Regions from separate parts of the Mus musculus genome. Here region 2 is linked to region 1. A link is a contact called in public Hi-C data. All regions are on one chromosome and are shown on one strand. The core of a region is the stretch at or near the end of the contact, and the rest is flanking DNA. Distances in the headings are between cores, read along the strand shown. Region 1 overlaps Prdm15 (PR domain containing 15). Region 2 holds the start of B230307C23Rik (RIKEN cDNA B230307C23 gene).

Evidence for each region. A called contact is a pair of places that touch in the nucleus more often than the background predicts.
Region 2: a Hi-C map of Th1 cells shows a contact between it and region 1, with 4 times the contacts expected there. The contact joins the promoter of B230307C23Rik here to the enhancer-like site in region 1. A contact is called at or near these places in 1 of 15 datasets of contacts at CTCF or cohesin (pro-B cells), 19 of 484 Hi-C or Micro-C datasets (the G1E-ER4 cell line, Th1 cells, adipose-derived mesenchymal stem cells and 13 more), 10 of 115 datasets of contacts at active chromatin or transcription factors (the 230-238 cell line, the HPC-7 cell line, bone marrow-derived dendritic cells and 5 more) and 3 of 9 other capture datasets (adipose tissue, liver and pancreatic islet).

The regions. Positions count from the first base shown.
Region 1 is chr16:97,803,679-97,807,776 of GRCm38.p6, reverse strand. Prdm15 (PR domain containing 15) reads left to right here. Exons shown (of 24, transcript NM_144789.2): 15 at 1-55; 16 at 605-768; 17 at 1,223-1,302; 18 at 1,613-1,732; 19 at 3,936-4,067. Among named protein-coding and RNA genes, the nearest start is that of Ripk4, 42 kb to the right of the region's middle. Within about 2 kb of position 2,671, at least 19 of the 459 cell types and tissues checked have an H3K27ac peak or open chromatin away from gene starts, as enhancers often do. A contact at or near this core is called in Th1 cells, where this site is marked.
Region 2 is chr16:97,995,295-97,998,904 of GRCm38.p6, reverse strand. It overlaps B230307C23Rik (RIKEN cDNA B230307C23 gene), which reads right to left and starts at 1,569. Exons shown (of 4, transcript NM_001362093.2): 1 at 1,469-1,569. The coding sequence starts at 1,471. It overlaps C030010L15Rik (a long non-coding RNA gene), which reads left to right. Exons shown (of 5, transcript XR_001781957.2): 3 at 1,118-1,208; 4 at 1,454-1,979.

The DNA of each region.
Region 1 (4,098 bases), core at 1,422-3,921:
CTCTGATGAGAGCGCAGACTCTGAGCCACACAAGTACAGCTGCAAGAGGTGCCAGGTACTCAACACTCTGCCCCAAGCATGGCTTCCAGGGAGAAATTTGTAACCATGGAGCTGTGGGGAACTCACAGCACTGTTTTGTGCGTTTCCTCCACTGAAGAAGGTTGTTTCATATCATCTGGGCTTAGGGATGGTAACCATAGGCCTCACACCCATCCGAACCCACTTGTGGTTTGGCACACCCATAAGCAGGACTGCTTACTAGGGTAGGGCCAGTGTCTTAGGAACTGGCCTCAGTAGCCTCACTGGCCTCAGATTGAGGATGCCTTGACCCATCCCTCTCTTGATCCAGCCAGCCTGAAATGTATCTATGCTACACAAGGCAGGGTGCGTGCTTAAAGGGAGGACAATGATTGCCAAGCAGTCCATAACCTGAGTTTCCATAGCCTCTCCTGTTAAACAGCAAACTTCTGTGCATATCCCTCCACAAGCCCCCCTCTGGCATGAGTAGCTGACCCTCTTCGGGTATCTAGCTGACACGAGTGTAGGTAGTAAAGATGCCCAGGGATGCCAGAGAGTCAGCAGCCTCCACCCTGTGTTCTCACAGCTCACTTTCGGCCGTGGGAAGGAATACCTGAAGCACATCATGGAGGTGCACAAGGAGAAGGGCCACGGCTGCAGCATCTGCCACCGACGCTTCGCACTCAAGGCCACCTACCATGCCCACATGGTCATCCACCGGGAGAACCTGCCTGACCCCAACGTGCAGAAGTAAGACTCTGTGCAAGAGGGGGACTCTGCAAAGCCACAGTGCTCAGCTTAGCAGATCACAATCATTGCGTCACCTTATGCCAGATATCTGGGACACCTGCCCTTCCTCTGCACCAGCCTTCTGTACACGTCTGTCTCTTGTTTCCTCTTCTTAAGGATTAGGGTCACCATGGTGACTCCATTTTGATCTGTTCTATAAATGTCTGTCTCCACATGCAGCCACATTCTTATCTAGGACTTAAACAACAATTTGAGGGAGACAATTCAGCCCATTATAGAAGCTGAGGTCATAACACCTTTTGCCTCACCTCCATCGATAAAGGAACTTTCACACAGGCCCCTCACAGCTGAGGATACATACCCTCATAGCAGATAAGGCCTTCACAGTGAGTGAACCCCTCGGGTGATGAGCCCCTGGGGCTGTGTAGCTCCTGAGGTTTGCCTCTCCTTTCAGGTACATTCACCCCTGTGAGATCTGTGGGAGGATATTCAACAGCATTGGGAACTTGGAGCGCCACAAACTCATCCACACAGGTAAGATGCTCCTGTTGTGATGATTGGTGCTAGCTCGTCTGCCCCAGCGGCAGGATTCCCCCCATCATTCTCCCTGGCTCCATACACAGACAACCACACCTCGGATGTGTCCCCATCTCTCCAGCTTTCATCCTGGCCTCCCCTGACACTTGCAGCACATCCTTCAGATCCACCTGTGTCCACTCCAGGTCCTCAGGGCCTTCGCATGCCAAAGACTCCCATGTCTGAAAAGGCAGCCCACATAGGCTTCTTGCTGAGACCTCTTTCTGTGCGAGCTAAGGCTTTCAGACACTCCTGTGTTTGTTTATAGGTGTGAAAAGCCACGCCTGTGAGCAGTGTGGGAAGTCCTTTGCCAGGAAGGACATGCTGAAAGAGCACATGCGTGTGCATGACAACATCCGGGAGTACCTGTGCGCCGAGTGTGGGAAAGGTGGGTGTGTACCTAGAGCACCAGAAGGTCCCTCAGGGCCACAGGGTACCCTGGAGTCATAGGACACCCCAAGCCACCAGAGCAAGTTCAGCCTTGCACCCAGCTTGCTTATGATCACTAAAATTCTAGACCTGAACATAGACATAGTCTGTGCATACGGCTGAGGGGGTGGTGCTGCTAGGAGTCATGAGAGTCTTTTTGGCAAAGGAGGTTCAGGGTCCCAGATATAGAAATCTTTCTCAAAATCACATCACTTACCACAAAATCATCCACAAGGCATCTGTATCGCCTGCAGGAAAAGCTGGATGTTCCAAATTGATGACGTTCTATTGTCTAAGACAGGGTCTGTGTAGCCCAGGCTGGCCTCCTGCTCTATGACCTTGAGTACAACCTCTCTTCTCAAGCCCCTTTCTGCCCGGTTCTGCCTAGCTTTCCCTTCTCTTGCCACATACTATGTAGGTTCTCCCATCCCCCAGTCTCACTTAGAACAGAAGCCCTGTGAAACCAGGGAGTTCTGTCTAACATACCACTTGGTCTCTAGTCCCAGGCACACAAATAGTCAGAGCCATAGCAGGTATGAGAACAAATGAGTGAGTGAGTAAGACCATGAATAGGTGTTAGAACTGTGAGGGTGAGGTTTGTACCAACAGACTGCAGTCCTTTGCAAGACAGACAAGCAGTGGCAGAGGACAATACTGTGCCACTGTTTTGAGCAGAGCCTGATGTGATGGAGGCAGGGCCTGAGAGGGATTGAGAACAGTTTGGCTGAATCTCTCATCACCTGTGGTTTTTGTCCTTGGGTGGTGGGAGATATATGGCATTTTTAGTATGAGGATTAGGCAGAGGTGGGAATTAAGGTAAAATTGCTCTTCCATAGTCAGAAAGGCCTGGCACTTAGCCAGCCAGGGACTGGCAGCTGAAAGACATGGTGCGACTCCTGCGCCCTCTGCTGGCTCTAGTTTGACAGGCCCTATGGCCCAGCTGGGTTGTCTGAAGTCTCTCCACACTGAGAGACAGGTAAAGATGTAAGTGGTAACGAAATGGGACGGGGTGAGCAATTGTCCAGCTGAGTTTAGAGCTGAGAGGGGGCTTTGGGCACACTGCGCCCACTCAGTGTGACACCACTGCTGGCTTGTCTACTGGAGGGTCTAAGGACTGCACTCTGCCTGCCCTGATGTTTGAGCACTCTGGGTGTACTGCTGCTGCTAGTGACCACTGCTTTTCACCCAACTAGGTGGTGACTGGTGAGGGTGCTTCACCCTTTCCTCAACATCAGCCTGTAGTCAGTGAGATTTTGGTTGGTTTCAATGTCTAAGATTAGCATCTGGCCAGGCAGTGGTGGCACGCGCCTTTAATCCCAGCACTTGGGAGGCAGAGGCAGGCGGATTTCTTAGTTCGAGGCCAGCCTGGTCTACAGAGTGAGTTCCAGGACAGCCAGGGCCACACAGAGAAACCCTGTCTCGAAAAAAAAAAAAAAAAGAAAAAAGAAAAATACAACCAAAACCAAAAAAGTATCCATCTGGCAAGATGGCTTGGTGAATAGAGGTGCTTCCACATACGTGTAATAAGTGATTCCTGCACCCTGCAGGGTAGCAAGAACTGACTCTGGAGAATTGTCTTCTGATCTTGAATGTTAGCGCCCTCTCACACACACTCATTCATTCTCTTTCTCTCTCTCTCTCTCTCTTCCTCCCTCCTCTCTTTCTCTTTGTCTCTCTCTCTCTCTCACACACACACACTCTCTCTCTTTCTCTCTCACACACACACACATTCTCAAGACAGGGTTTCTCTGTGTAGTCTTGGCTGTTCTAGAACTCTGTAGACCAGGCTGGGCTCAAACTCACAAAGATCCATCTGCTTTTGCCTTCCGAGTGCTGGGATCAAGGCATACACTACCACTGCCCAGCTAAAAATATTTTTTTAAAGAATGGCTTTTCTTTAAAAAAAAAAAATGTAGATCTAGAGTCCTCATCTTAGTTACCATTTATGTCATCGAGATAGACATCCTGTACACATCACTACATCATCTCAGGTGCTGTTGTTGACACACTGCCATTTTAATGTCACAGTAAATCTCTAGTGGCCTTCTAAGGTGGCCTTCTAAAGATTCTGCTCATTCTGTGTCTGGGTTCAGACAGGTGCTTCAGGTGACCTGAGGCAAGTTCTGGGGAGTGTGGCACTCATACTGATCTGCCCCCTGCAGGTATGAAGACCAAGCATGCACTGCGCCACCATATGAAGCTGCACAAAGGCATCAAGGAGTATGAGTGCAAGGAATGTCACCGCAAGTTTGCACAGAAGGTCAACATGCTCAAGCACTACAAACGGCACACAGGTGTCCCAACTCTCCAAAACCAAATAGCCCT
Region 2 (3,610 bases), core at 320-2,819, 190 kb before region 1:
GGGATCATTTCTTAAGTACACCAGTGCCCTAACACAGCAGGTTAGTGAGAGTGTCCTGAGTGGAAGGCTCCAGATGATGAAAAACACTGGAAAAGGAAAAGGTAGAAAGTAAAAAAGCTGGGGTGGGGAGGACTTACACAAGCTATGGCTCATGCTAAGTAAGCTTCTAAAGAATACCATCTTGTACACGATTGACATGAGGGAAAGGAAGGAGATGGGAGACATCTATGAAGTCAGGAGAAAGATGAAGAAACTATGAAGTCAGCAGAAGCATCATACAATGGGACACACTCAGGAGAAGTCTAATCAAATAGTTGCTGCACAAGGGGAAACTCAGTGTATCTGAAAAAATTTCTGACCAAGTCTCTCATGGCCTTGGGACTGATAACCACAACCCCGTACGGTGGGAAGAGTTGTGCTCTCAGAATCTGAAGCAACCCCTCCCAAAGGCCCTGGCCCCAGACTATTACCAGCTCTCCCAAGCATATTCCAGGTCTTAGAGAAGAAGCTCTGTTTTATCTCTATACCCAGAGCCTCAGGGAAAGCTCCCAAGGCCTAGGCCCCAAGCTGTGACTGGCTCTGCCAAGCATGTTCCTGGGTTTCATGAGGAGCTATGTCATTCTCCATATATGGAAACCTCAGGGAAAGTGTAACTTAGCACTCAATACAACAGTGTTTTGTTTTGTTTTCTTTTTTACCTTCTCACATGGTTGTCACTAGGCATCATCTCACCCATGTGGCAGAACTATGCTTTTCTCAAGAAGAAAACTGAACCTTTATGCCACACCAGGCCTTACTGTAGATTGTGATCCTGTAAGGCCCCATAGACCAGCCTGTTAGAGGCCTGCTCTTTGATATGAAGATGAACCTAGTGGATGGTAGTAAATCAAGTTTGTTTCCTTTGTTATGGTTTGGTGCCCAATTTCTGGACAATCCGGGTGAATTAACTTGTGTATCCTAGCAACCTAATCTCTAACAGCCCTAGTTAGCACATTACCTATCTGTGGGATGTTTTACATGCAGTCCACCCTCAGATAAATTCTACTTGGAGTGCCTTACTATCTCCTAAGCTTTAGTAAATCCTTTAGATCATTAATCCTGCACTTTTACATCACAGCTTGATATTGGATTGCTACCCAGCACATGAGATGTCTTTTACAACCTCCACAAAATTAACTCCAATGGATTGTCCACCTTAATGGCAAATGGTAAGAACAGAACTTGCAGAAACTAGTACTCTCTGAGTTTGGGATCATGCCAAAGATCTTTCTACACACAGGCCAAATGCTCTGCACAGATGCAGCCCCCACAGTGAAGTTATTCAGAGGCTACAGCTGGGTCCCCCAAGTGGCTAGGACCTCACACGTGGCCGCCGATTCCCATTCAGTCCTGTGAAAGCCCCACCACACCAGCTCGCGCTGCTGAGACCCCTGCTTCTCCCCATTGTTGGCAGTGACCCTGTGCTTACCATGTCGCAACTTCGGAGCTTGCCTGTGCACAATCCACAGCATCCAACCGCAGGAAACGGAGCACGGCACACAGAACCATTCAAGCACTCAACCAGGAAGCGAAACCGACACCACCGCACCCGGAAAACCCGCCTTCTCTTCTGACACGCAGGTCTGCCTGGAGGCTCTGATTGGCCAGTAAGTCTTGAGTGAGTCGAGCACCTCCCTTAGAGTTAGAGTGTGCTGAAGCCACACAGTGTAGAAGTTCTCAGACCAAGCTTCAAATCCAGGGACGACCTTTTCCAGATCTACAGGGATTTTCATTTCTGTAATACTTGTGCCGGTCCTCCAATAGCCTACCCTTCTGTCTCCCCGCACAGCCCCAGGGAGGAACCACCACTGCACCTATCACTGCTCAGCCGCTTGCTCCTCCCCTATGTGAACAGTTGACCCCGTGCTCAGCAAGTCCTTGACTTTTCAGCCTGAGCTTTCCTCACTCAGTAGACTGTTTGCCTTCCTCCTGGAATCAAGGTAGTTAGCTTGCATAGCTCAACTTGCAGTGGAGTTATCAATCTGTCCTACAAGCGGAAGGGTGCCCAGGATATTAACGATTAAAAAGAGATTTGGGGAAACAATAGTTTTGTTGCGGTTGGGATTCAGACCCGGGACCAGCTTCTGATCTGCATATATTTAACACACCAAAGCTGGCTGGGTGGAGCCATCCAGCAGCCGCGGGAGAACTGAGTTTACCTGAAAGGGGTGCTGGAAATGAAAAGATGGGGGTGGGGGGTACGCGAGAGAAGAATGAAGTCAAGACAAAGATTCTGATCAAGACTCAAAGTTTAATAATAGGCTTTACGTTTATAAAGGGAAAAACCACAAAACCCATCCCCTTCTTTAGCTGGAATATGTTGTAGAACAAGGTCAGCACAGGCAGCCAAAACAGCTAAGTTCCCATGGGAACCTGCAACTGCAGCCAAGACACATGTCTCTATCCAGCTTGATAAGGCCTGTCAAGATGAATGTTCAAGGTCTGCTTAGCCTGCTCAAGGCTGGGAAGGTTACAGCTGAACCTCCAGGTTCTCCCAGCTCTCCTCAGTCTCCACCTGTTACATAGCAAAGTTGGCAGACCCCACCTTGTACCCTGAGCTTTCCTGTCTCCAGAAGATCTTCCTATATAATCCTGACAGTTTGTACTCTTTGTCTCTCTGTTTCATTCTCTCTCTCTCTCTCTCTCTCTCTCTCTCTCTCTGCCTCCTCCTTCCTCCTTCTCCTGCCCTTCCCCCTCCTCCCTCCACTTCCCTCTCCATCTCCCTCCCCCCTGCATGCCTTGCTAGCTCCTTCTCCCCACCTCTGCTCCTTATACTCCCATCCCATAACTTCTCTGACCTCCTTGGGACTAGTGAACTCTCTGGTTCCTTGGGATCACTGAATCCACTAGAGAGCTACCCCCAAATAAACCCCCAAATACTCTAATTTCACTTGGGTTGAGTCCTTCATGCTGGGCTTAGGTAAACTGCAGCTACTTTTCAGCTGGTAAGTATGTGAACCCTGGAAGGCAAACAGGAACCAGATAACAAACCCAGTGGAGCACTATGGTTAGCCAACACATCTTCCTCACTGGGAAGCTAAACATTCATACACAGAGGCTTCTGCAAGGCCTCCCCACCCCAGCTTTTGTAACTTTCTGCCTTCTACTTTTCATGTCTTTTTCATCCTCTGGGACTTTGTACTTAGGAACCTGTCACTGATGTTGTTTCAGGACACTGGTGTACTTAAGAAGTAATTCTGGGACTATATTTGCTGTGTGTCTGTCTAATTGGTTAGACATGCAGTCTCCAGTCCATATTTAAATTGTTCAAAAATTAACCTGGGACCTGAACCTAAAAGGGGCTTAAGGGTGACAGCATAGGTGGAAATTAAAATCTATTCCCAGCTGGATCTTCTTTGAGCATTAGCCAGAGCTAAATACATGCTGCCATTAAAGAGATTTCTCTCAATTAATCTTTTGTGTGTGCAGTGATAAAATCTTATATAGTTATAGACTCCCTTCTGTATGAGTTCTTTTAGGACTTCAAAGACTACTGAGATATGCAAAGGCTTTAACAGATTGATTACACACTAAAGGTTTTACTCTTGTATGAAGATCCCAGGAAGCACAA